Regions from separate parts of the Gossypium arboreum genome. Here region 1 is linked to region 2. The links are chromatin contacts, called in public Hi-C maps. All regions are on one chromosome and are shown on one strand. The core of a region is the stretch at or near the end of the contact, and the rest is flanking DNA. Distances in the headings are between cores, read along the strand shown.

Region 1 (5,936 bases), core at 2,714-5,213, 140 kb before region 2:
CAGTGCAAACACAAAAAAGATGAACCCTAACATCCCAAAAAGCAAATTGTAAGACCCAAATTTTGCCCGGGACCCAATAAAACCAAACCCGAATTAAACCTAGCCTATTATCCAGTTACAAGCCCAAACCCAATTTTGGCCCAACCTACTCCACCACCTTTGTTGGCCACCCACCTTGGCCACCAACTCCACCACCCTTGGCCACCTAAACCACCCCAACCACTCCACTTGTAAAATTTGGCTATAAAAGCCATTCAAGACTTTGTTTTAGGGGGTTTGGTTTTTGGAGGAGGATTGTTCTTTGTTTTGGAGGAGGTTTTTTGTTTTTGGAGGTGTTTTTTGTTTTTTGGAAAGAAGGTTATTTTGTTTCTTGGAAAGGCTAGTTTTGAAGATTAATCAAAGACCAAAGCAAAAGAGGTTTCTTTTGTCTATTCTCATCTTTAGTTCTTTGTTTGTTTATTGTTTTCCTTTCAATTTTATTTTGTTTTTTTATATAAAGTAAAAATAAAAGTAAGAAGTTTACCCATATTTTCATTACTGAAAAAGTTTTTTTTGAGGTCCCATTATAGATGTCTGATTGGTATAGATGTGACCTGTGGGGTCCATGACTGAAGTAAAGCCGGACCAACGGCGGATTTAGAAAAGAGGAGAAAGAGAGTTGAGAGCTTTGTTTTATTATTTTATTATTTTTACTATTATTTATATTATTATTATTATTTCTCATGTATATATTATTATTTATATTATTATATTATATATGCCTCTCCATATTTATTTATATTATTACTATCATTATTGTTACTTCTATTATTTTTATTTCTAACTACTATTATTATATATATATATATATATGTATTATTGTTTGTATTATTATTATTATCACCCTATTGTTATTACTTTACTTTTGTATTCTAATATATTATTAATATTACTCATATTTTCATTATTTTTGCTATTACTATTATTATTATATATTAGTGTATATTTTATGTATATACATATATATATATTTATATATAGTATTGTTTTTATTACTTTAATTTAATATTTTTATTATATTTGCTTTTTGTATTTCTATATTTATTATTATTATTATATAGTAGTGTGTATTTCTATTATATACATATATATATATTTATATATAGTATTATTGTTTACTTTACTTTAATATTATTCTTATTATCATTATATCCAACCCAATAATAATTCTTTCATAAAGTAATATTCGTATTTGGTAATTCGAGACAATCGTGCCCTAACTTATTGGGTTTCGATTTTTCTCCTTTAACCTAAATAACGGAATATTCTTTTAAATCATGACATGAGTTTTGAAAATGCTTATTCTCGGAGATACGAGGTGTTGTGCCCTAACTACTGGGTATGGCATTTTGTTACCTCGAAATAAGATTTTTGCAAGTAAAGGCAATATTCGGTGTTTGGGAATTCGAGGAAACGTGCCTAACTTCTGGGTTTCGATTTTCCTCGTTCACCTTAACTAACTGAATAACCTTTTGAAATACACAATTTTTATATAAAAGGCAAGCTCGCTCTCGAAAATTCAAGATGTCGTGTCCTAACTTCTTGGATGTGACCTTTTATATTGTGAGACGAGAAGGTCCTTAACATTTGAACATTTTCTTTACAAAGAGGATCGTATTTTAAATTCTTTCAAGTTTTCAAATTTTCGACACTAAGACACTAATTAATCAACTAGGTACCAATTTTGGGCGTATCGAGGGTGCTAATCCTTCCTCATGCGTAACCGACTCCCGAACTTATTTTTTGATTTTCGTAGACCAAAAATTATCGTTTTAGTAAATCTTAACTTTTATTAAAATGATTAACTTAAGGTGATCCGATCACACCTAAAAAGATTGGTGGCGACTCCTGTTTTCGTTTTTTTTCTCCAAGTCCATACCCGTTTTTTTTTTAAAAAATGGTTACGACACAAATCACTACTTATCTCTTTCCTAAACAAGCAAAGAATACAATACCTTAAAATTACTAAGAACCCTAAAATTTTCTTGTCGTTTATTCTTCGAGTTGTTGGTTTTTTCCATCATTTAAATATTACTTCCTTGAAGTCGTTCAAAAACTTAAGCCCTCATTCATATGCAACAACTAAAATTTGAATGATCAGATCCAACGGTTGAAGTAAGATCTTGAGATTCGAAGCCAAAATTGAGACCAACTCAAGTGCGAGCTTAGTTGATCCGTGAGACCCATTTCTTCTTTTGCTTATTTTTCGCGCAAATAATTGGTTTTTGGATCTGGGTTTTGGGTGAAAGAACAGAAGAAATAGTGAAAATGGGAGATTTCCATGAACAATTGAAAGTTTGAAGAGAAATGGTGGATTCGAGAAATGGGTTTAAGAAAATATTGGTGTTGTAGTGAAGGATTAGGGATTTGAATTGAATGCTCTTCTCTATCGTTCTTGAAAATGGATTGGTAAAACAAGAAAAAACAAAAAACAAAATGAAAATTTGAAAAATAAAATGGAACTTATAAAGTTAATATTTTATATTGATTTTCGATTTTTTTTTTTGAGATAAAAAGGAGGAAGAATTTATGGCGGATGAGCGATTGAGCTCCATCATGAATTTTTTTCTCCTTTTTTTTCAAACTTTATGTGGCTTATTAAAGCCCTATTATTTGTATGATAATTCAAAAGCTTGAACCATATAAAAATTAGAAAAAGAAATGAAAATGGAAATTTGGGTGTCGGAAAAGTCGGGCTTTGTGGGTTAGTTTGAAAGGGGAAAGTTTTGGTGGCATGAGTTTTTACTGAAGAAAGAAGGGATGAAGGAGTGTAGAAGCAAAAAGGGAAGAAAATGAGGGAAATAAAAAGAAATTTAGGTACAATAGGACACCTTGTGCAAAAAAGTTTAGGTATTAATCCGAAATATGAAAAAGTTATAAGTATTAATTTGGAAAAAGTGAACAAATTTTAGTACTAATTTTATATTTAACCATAATTTTTTTTATAATTAGATGATTATTCATATAGTTTACCCAAATATCAATTGGTTACATGTTTTAAGTTTTTAGACTTTTGTTTTAGTTGATTAAAAAATGCTAGCACCTTTCCAAAGGGATTTGAGTTTTGCACCAGTCTTCTTATGCCTTGGAACATATGTACTTATTTGATTAAATTTTTTACTTTAGATATAATGATAAATGTTCATTTTAAAAAAAATGAAATTCTATTGTGCAAACTTTGATATATTTTCTAAATGATTTTCTGATTTGTAAAACATTATGATATGATATAATGATGGTGAAAATTTCTTTTCCAAGTTTGAGCACACCTCAATCATACATACTTTCGGGTAAGGAAATAAATGTGCGGATGGTCTTGCTCGTCTTTGAAGTAATCTTAGAGACCCTTTTTAATTGAACATCCTATTTTCTTGCTCAAACAATAGTGCAAATGTGTTTGCGTTTGTGTTTAATTATTTTGAAAATCTATGCATATGTTTAATTCTATCTGATTATATTAAGCCTTTCTTGTTGGCTGAGGCCAGGGCTTTTTTGCTATATTGTATATTATTTTAAGTTTAATAGTTGTTCATTTTCTCAACCCAAAAAAAGCTGAGACTTGAAACATGAAACATTTTGAATATTTGTAAAAACATTTTCTTTTCGAGCTTTCAAACATTTTACAAAAGCTTCATCATTCCCTAATTCTCTCTTTTCTAGTTTTATTTTATTTTTATTTTTAAAAGTTATGCAATAACATTTTACCTTTTATTTTGTCTTTCTTTTCAAATTATAATACACAGGATTTAATGTGTCATTTAACAATTTTAGTAATTAAAGAACCTAATTGATATAACCTCAATAAATTGAGGATACAATTGAAATGTCTAAAGTTTTTGGGACTAATTTAATATGAGGGTCATAGTTTGAGGACTTTTGATGGATTTAACCCACATCATATTTATCTGCCATACGCGCACTATCGTATCTGTGCAAAAGTAACGAAGCAAACGGTTCGAATCAGGCCCAATCTCAACAAAGATTACCCGACCCAATCAAATCCCCTGCAAAGAGGCCCAGCATAGGCCTATGAAATCGAGATTGGTGGTGCTTCAAATCTCAGACGGCTGTCTACGGTGAAACGCCATTCTTCATTACCATTAGATTAATCCAAGGTAACGCCATCGGTACTGTCAAAATTTATAGATCTCCACACTTGGTTTGCTCGCCGGTAAAATGCCTTCATATTTTTTGGTTGAATTTTTTCTGTCACAAATCTGCCAAAAACCTCTGTCATTTTCGTTATCACATGCAGTCTTATTGTTGTCTTTTTTTTTTTTTTATCGAAGGTGTTATGGCGAAGGTTAACGAAGCAGCGGCGATGGAAATTGATGATCCAAATTCAAACATTTCTGACCAGATCAGCCCTAAATTCTCAATCAATGGTTTGTTTTTTGATGTTTCTTTATAGAATTTTTAACTTCAACAATTGCATCACCTGTACTAATTTGTTAGCGAGATTGTATGTTCTGTTTGATTTGTTTCTTGTTTATTTGAAATTATATATAAAAAAAATTGGCTTCCTTTTCAGTTTTGCAACTTCTTAAGTCTGCTCAGATGCAACATGGATTACGACATGGAGATTACACTCGTTACCGGTAAATTCACTTTGAAAATGATTACAAAATTATGGAAATGTTTTATATTTGGACATTGTTAATATTTAAACGAATAATGTTGGGACTGCAGGAGGTATTGCACTGCTCGTTTGAGGAGGCTGTATAAATCATTGAAGTTTACACATGGCCGTGGTAAATACACCCGAAAAGCCATTTCGGAGTCCACAGTCACTGAAGTGAGGTCAGCCTTGTTAATTTGCTGTAATTTGACAATTTTTTACAATATGGAAGTTGCTTATATTTTCGCTTTACAAGTGCTTATTTCTTTGTGTTTGTGCAGACATGGTTAGAGGGTAATTATTGGTGTTGTGTTGCTTGTGAAGTAATAGTTAGAACATGTTTTAGAGTTTCTTGCATTAACATGTCTGGTTTTAAATTGTTTGCTTTAGAAGCTTTTTGTATTGCAAGGGATTGGTTGGTCTATGCTGTATGTACTCAAGTTACGATATCTTTTCAAAGCTTACAGTGTTACTTTGATTTGATGTGAAATAGGTTTCTTCATGTGGTTCTGTATATGGCAGAGAGAGCTTGGAGCCATGCCATGGAGAAACGACAGCTTCCAGATGGTCCAAATGCACGCCAGCGTATCTATTTGATTGGTAGATTACGCAAGGCAGTCAAATGGGCTGATCTCTTTTCACATTTGTGTTCTGTCAAAGGAGATTCTAGAACATCTTTAGAAGCTGAGGTTGGTTTGCAATTTTATTGTTATTTGTACATCTACAATCTTCAACCCACTTTTTTGGGTCTTAAGGAAGAAATGAAAAAGCATAAAATAGTTACGTGCGTACATTATTTCTTTTAAATCTCTTGCTTTTTTCTTTTGTTATCTTTGGTTAAATGGTGTGTCTTTTGAGTTGTGTAAAGGTGTAAATGCTTTTAATTAGTATGTAAATTATTGCTTATGCCTTACAATAGCATCACAGTGAGCTTAATGAATTTTTGCTTTCTGATTGAGTTTGCTATTTCTGGATGTTAACTATGCTTGGAGCATAGACTTTGTACTTGTCGTGGACAAGTGAAGCTAGGGATGTCTGTAAATCTATGTTTATCTTAATCAAATTTACAATTTTGTTTCCATGAGCCTTAATTTACTCCAGTGTTTGCCGTTATTTTGTATTGTTTTCTTTATGAAGCATGACTGTAATTCTTTGCAGTTCATCTTTTTTTGATTTTTTCTTTCTAGGCCTATGCGTCCTATATGAAAGGGAATTTGTTGTTTGAACAAGACCGGAATTGGGACACTGCATTGAGGAATTTCAAAAGTGCCAGGTTTGT
Region 2 (6,047 bases), core at 3,190-5,689:
TGATTCCAAGCCTCGTTTTTAATGATCTTTACGTTTTTGGAGTCCCAATAACTTGATTAAGCTTATTCTAGCAATAATTCAACCTAGGGTTCATATTTGGAAAAATATCCATAGGTGAAATTTATGTGTTTTGGTGTTTTATGACAGAATATGAAGTTTTAAATTATGTTAGACAACTTGTGCTACTCGGTTTTAAGTGAAAACGAGGAAAAGGGCTTAATCGGTAAAAATACCTAATAGTCATAAATACATGTTAGAGTGTGAATTTGATGTTGTCATAGAAGGGAAAAATGATCAGCATGTCATAAAACATAAGAAAATAGGATGAAGTTTAAATTACGAGCCTTGGGGAAAAAGTGCAAATATGTGAAAGTTTAGGGGCAAAAATGTAATTTTGCTAAAGTTTGGGTCAAGGACTGTTTCAATAAATGTGAGTATTAAATAAGCTAAATTTTTTATTATAGATCAAGAAGAACAAAATCAGGAGTTAGACCGGGGAAAGAAAAAGATAGTGGACTTAAGATTCTTGCCTCACAATCCGTGCGGCCTTAGGTAGTTACTTGCTCCAAAAACGCCTAAGTCAGCCTAACTTCCACAAAAGAAGGATTCAACAGAATTCCTCCCAAAAACACAACTCAAATGAAAGCAACTCAAAGCCAAACAAGATGAACGAAGAACGAATCAAGAACAAGCCACAGAAAATAAGAACATAAGAGAGAAAGAGAAATTTGAGTGAATGCTCTCAAGAATACTTATTGCTAAAAAAAAACTTAAGTGCTTTACAATGAGGGGAGAGGCCTCTATTTATAGTTGAGTCTCTCCAAATCCAACGGTACAAATCAAGTACATCAACGGCTACGATTAAAGGGTATCTACAAATCAAATCTCTAAGATTACAAAATCATATCTTCTAAGATTACATATCATATCTAAGATTGCATATCTTCGAAGATCATGTTTCCATATTTGTCGAGCTTGTAGATGGACCTTCAATCTCTTCAAGTAACGGGCCAGTCCGATTGGGCCAAATGACCTCCTTCCTTCTTGATGGATCACACAGATGTGTCATGGTTGCGGGCTCCCATGCACAACCCATGACACTAGCCATATCACATGGTATGATATACACTTCCAAAATCATATTCAAATACTTCTAGCTTATACATGCCATACTTTAATATTCACATTTTCAAAAGGTATCAAAATAGAGTTCGATAGTATGGTGATGATCCTCGATGATCCCCGAGCTCCCGATAGCTTCAATATCTAAAAAACAATTGTAAACATACACAGAGTAAGCTTTTAAAAGCTTAGTAAGCTATATACAAATAAACTTATCTCATAACACATTTCTAAACCAATTCATTCATATAGCTCATGGAAAAATACAATCACATATTAATATGTCTTATATAGCTCATTTGATCATAATTCACTTACATATAACACATTTCATTCTCATAATAATTCACACATATATCATATGTCCACAAATGTACATATACTTACCTTTTTTCTCAAACATGATATATATTTCAAACGTACCTGAATTGGATACACATTCACATAGTCATTCGTTTCTCGAAATGCCCGTTGAACCGTACAGAATCAAATAGGATACGTGGATAGCTCGAAAAGCTCATACAATGCCAACATCCCAGACGTGGTCTTACATGTAATTAAATATCGATGCCACTGTTCCAGACAGGGTCTTACACAAAATCAAATACGATGCCGATGCCCCAGACATGGTCTTACATGTAGACCTCAAATCGATGTCAACGTCTCAGATGTGGTCTTACACGAAATCACACATCGAAATCCTATGTCATGACATATGTATCCTAACTATTCCTATGCTTCATACGGGACTTTTCAAACGTCGTCACATTATCGGAACTTTCTCGGATTTCTCATTTTCAACTCAAATAGCCATTCTTCACTATTCATTTAACATATAAGCAATAATAATTCAATTCAAACACATTTATTTGTATATCGACTTACCTTGTACAGGAATGAACGGAAACGAACGACTATTCAACTACTTTCAACTTTTCCCGATCTAATTTCATTTTCTTTGGTTCTTGATCTATACACATTCAAATTTAACTATTTTATTTGACAAACCATTCAATTCAATCCATATGTACATATTTAGGGCATTTTACAAATTAGCCCTCACATTTTCACTTTTTACTTTTTGACACTTTAGTCCCTAATTCATAGAATCACAAAATACACATAATTTCATGTTACACATGCTAGGCCAAATTTTCCTCTAGCCCATATAAGCCCATATATTTTATTTATTTCACATTTTAGTCCCTCAAAATCTCATTTTCACAATTTAGCCCATAATAATCAAATTCATCAAAAATCCCAATACAAAACATATTTATCTATCATCAAGCTTCCATAATTCATCAATTAACATTACAAAACTCACAATTTCATCAATGGTATAACTCAAAATCATCATCGGTTCTAGAAATTGATACATGGGCTAGATAGAACACTAAGCAATAATCACAAAAACATAGAAATCATTGAAAACAGATTAAACCCTTTCTTTTCTTATATTTTCGGTATGAAAAGATGAACAAAATGGCCACATTTTTGTTTTTTTTAATTAATACATAATAATACATCAATTACCATTTTATCCATGATTAAGAAACATATAAAAGATTAACATTAAGGCCATTAATGTCCACTCACCATGTAAATGATATTTTAGCAGTTTAGTACTTTAACAAATAGCAAGTCACTTTTGCACTTTACACGATTAGGTCCTTTTTCTAAATTAGGCACACAAACGATCAAATTTTTATATGAAACTTTCACACATATTAATTCGCGTATTATAAGCACAGAAAATAATATTAAAATATTTTTCTGACTCGAATTTGTGTCCCGAAACCACTATTCCGACTAGGATCTAAACTGGGCTGTTACACCGTAGCTCGAACCCGACGATAAGGTCAGGATTCGGGCGTTACATTTATCCTTTAGGATTTACAATAATTATCCTGACAAAATATAATGTTTACAATTTAGCCAGGTTCCAAGTAGATGGGCTTTGAGTCTTTTCCAAGCAATGGGTCAATTCAGTCGGGCCGAATGACCCCCAATGAACAAAAAGGAACATCAAAGTGTGCCTTGGTCGCGGGTTTCTTTGCAAATCCTGTGACACTGGCACAAGCTATTGCTAATATTAGGATTTGTGCTCTTAATTTCGTCATGATTGCTTGTATATTTTTTTTCCAAATTGATTGAATAAATGAAATTAACACACGTTCTTTTGATTAATTTTTATATGATTGTTTGCAATGGTTTTTATATAAAAAGTAAAATCCATAAGAAAATAATAGCTCATTGGTTACCTAAGGTTTAACTAATAGTAAGTTGATTATCTAGACAATTATAATGCGAGAAGATAACTATTATTAGTAAGTAATCTAAATTATCCATGGTATATAGAATCTTATAGAGAAAATGATTTAATTTTAAATAAGATTATTATGTCGTCTATAAATACAATTGGGAAAATGCCCATCTTGGCTATCGAAACTAATTTGACTCCTAAAAATAGAAATATAGTTGTGATTGTTTAGACTAAATCCAAGATGAATTATCCTAGAGCTGTTTATGGTTTTTTCACTTATGACATTCATTGTGCTAATTACCTTAATCCAATGTAAGTGAATCGTCATGTGTGTATAAATGATACATTTTGATATATTAAAAGCCTATGCTCTCATGGTAGTGGGTCAAAAGTTGGTATATTGAGCAAATGACTTGTGCATGACATGATTTCACTTACAGTAGTGGAATCATAACTTAAAAAAAAGAGTGACATCCTCACTAGTATTGTATGAATTATAAAAATAGAGCGTGACCATAGGTTATTTGTTTACGATGAATGACTAATCATTACTGTTTGTAAGTGATAGTCGTTTTCATTGCAAAAGATATAATGTTGATCATCAGATAAAATGGATCGGATTAGGTGATGAACTTAACCTAAAGGGGTCAATGATATCTTATGAGGTAACACGCATATTTGACAATGTCATTGGATAAAGGTTTCGTATATGTAGTTTTCATAATGGTATATAATTAAATAAATTTAATTATATATGTTTGAGGATCAAATTGATAAAATTTGTAAATGTAGATGTTTAAATTTATTGAATTATTTAGAATTATGATCAACTTGATAGAATGTGTAAGTATTGATGACTAAATGTGTTATTATACCGATTAGAAAAAAATCGCATCATCACTTTAATTAATAATTAAATAAAAAGTGACAAAAAAAAACCTAAAATATAAATAATCAAAAAATTTATATTTAAGACATTAATAACTAAATTAAAATTATTATAATTAAATAATAACAAAAATACGCTAATAATTGTTAACTCCAAAAGGATTGAGGGCAAGGGAGAAGGAAAATAAAAAACAACACGGGGCTGACTCAGAGAGTCCTCTCCTTTGTAGGTAATGAGGACACGTGTTACTCACCCAAACATCACTTCCACAGTGTCTCCCCACTTCACTTTCTTGTATTTCAGCTTCTCTTTCCCACCCGTTGCCCCCCAAACCCCCCACTTATGGCTGATATACAGCAATCCTATGACCAGCTAAACGGCGTCGTACCACCCTCCGTCGCCGTCGTTTCATCCGACACCGTTGGATCCAAACGCCAAAGACGTCCCAGCGTTCGATTAGGCGACATCGGTGGCGACCAATCCTATGATTCTCACACACGAAGACCCACAGCTCCCTCTGCCGTATCTGCCGCCTCTAAGCAATGGAAAAACCAACCCCACCATTCGTTAAACACCTCAGTCGGCGGTTTGAATTCTAAATCGTCAAAAACTCGCACTGTTCCCAATCTCGCCGCCGCTGACACCACCAACAACGGCACCTTCGATGACGAAAGAGAAGCTAACGAAAACAATAATAATTTAGACGGCGTCACAATTGGCTGGAGGGTTAAAGATATCAAGAAACGGGGACCCGCTATTAAACGGATCAGATCCAATTGGGTTCCTAAATTCGACAATTCTAGCGGCGGAAACGCTAATATCAACGGCGAAAACAACACGGAAGATAAATACAGTGGTGGTGAAGATAACGATTGTTTCGATATGGAGAATTCAGAGAGTCCCATTAAAGAACAGAGTCCAATTCATTGTTTGGATAATTTGGGTATCCACAGAAGGAGACCAGTGCATGAAGATGGGGTTCGAATATGGCTAAATAATTTGGGTTTAGGAAGGTACGCTCCACTTTTCGAGATCCATGAAGTTGATGATGAGGTTTTGCCATTGTTAACATTGGAAGATTTGAAAGATATGGGAATAAATGCAGTTGGTTCTAGAAGGAAAATGTTTTGTGCTATTCAGAAGCTTAGTAAAGGATTTTCATAACGTTTTTGTAGTGATGGAGATATTTATCCGCCATTGCAATGTAAGTTAAAGCTTTTATTACCTCTTTCTCTGTTTACATTAACATTTGGTGTAGTGAAGTAGGAGAATCATTAGGGTTTTTTTTTTGTAAAAGTATCATTGACGGAGTATTGTATTTTTACGTTTTCACTCGTAGCAAATTAGTCCCTATACATTATATTATATTATATCAAAGAGTAAATTGTCCAATTCTAGGTAAAAAATTGGTCTTTTTTCTGTGGCACGCTACATAAAATTGTCCAGTTGTTTTATCAACAACGTTAATTTTTAATAATAAATATTGATGAAAATTTTACTAGAAGAGATAAATTTACTCTTTAATCAAATGTAAAGAGCGGGTTTGTATGGTAGTTTTACTGGGTTTTTGGTTAGATTTTTAAGGTGCTCTTTTGTTAAGTTAATGCTAACTATTGTTGAGAATTTTAATAGAAAAAAAGAAAGTGAGACAAGATAATATTAGCTTGTATTTTGGTTAAAGAAAAGTGCTTGACGAAAATTAAAGTATTTTCAAATCATATTCCTATTGTTTTCTCATTGAATGGAATATATGTTTTACAATTAGATGCT

The links. A called contact is a pair of places that touch in the nucleus more often than the background predicts.
Region 1: a contact with region 2 is called in a Hi-C map of leaf, with 4 times the contacts expected there. The contact joins the promoter of LOC108458347 here to the promoter of LOC108483037 in region 2. A contact is called at or near these places in 3 of 5 Hi-C or Micro-C datasets (all in leaf).

What each region holds. Positions count from the first base shown.
Region 1 is chr7:100,106,189-100,112,124 of ASM2569848v2, reverse strand. LOC108458347 reads left to right here and starts at 3,963. Exons shown (of 14, transcript XM_053031140.1): 1 at 3,963-4,154; 2 at 4,329-4,424; 3 at 4,571-4,637; 4 at 4,729-4,839; 5 at 5,151-5,346; 6 at 5,845-5,930. The coding sequence starts at 4,334.
Region 2 is chr7:99,964,801-99,970,847 of ASM2569848v2, reverse strand. It overlaps LOC108483037, which reads left to right and starts at 4,439. Exons shown (of 1, transcript XM_017786219.2): 1 at 4,439-5,683. The coding sequence starts at 4,620. The coding sequence ends at 5,441.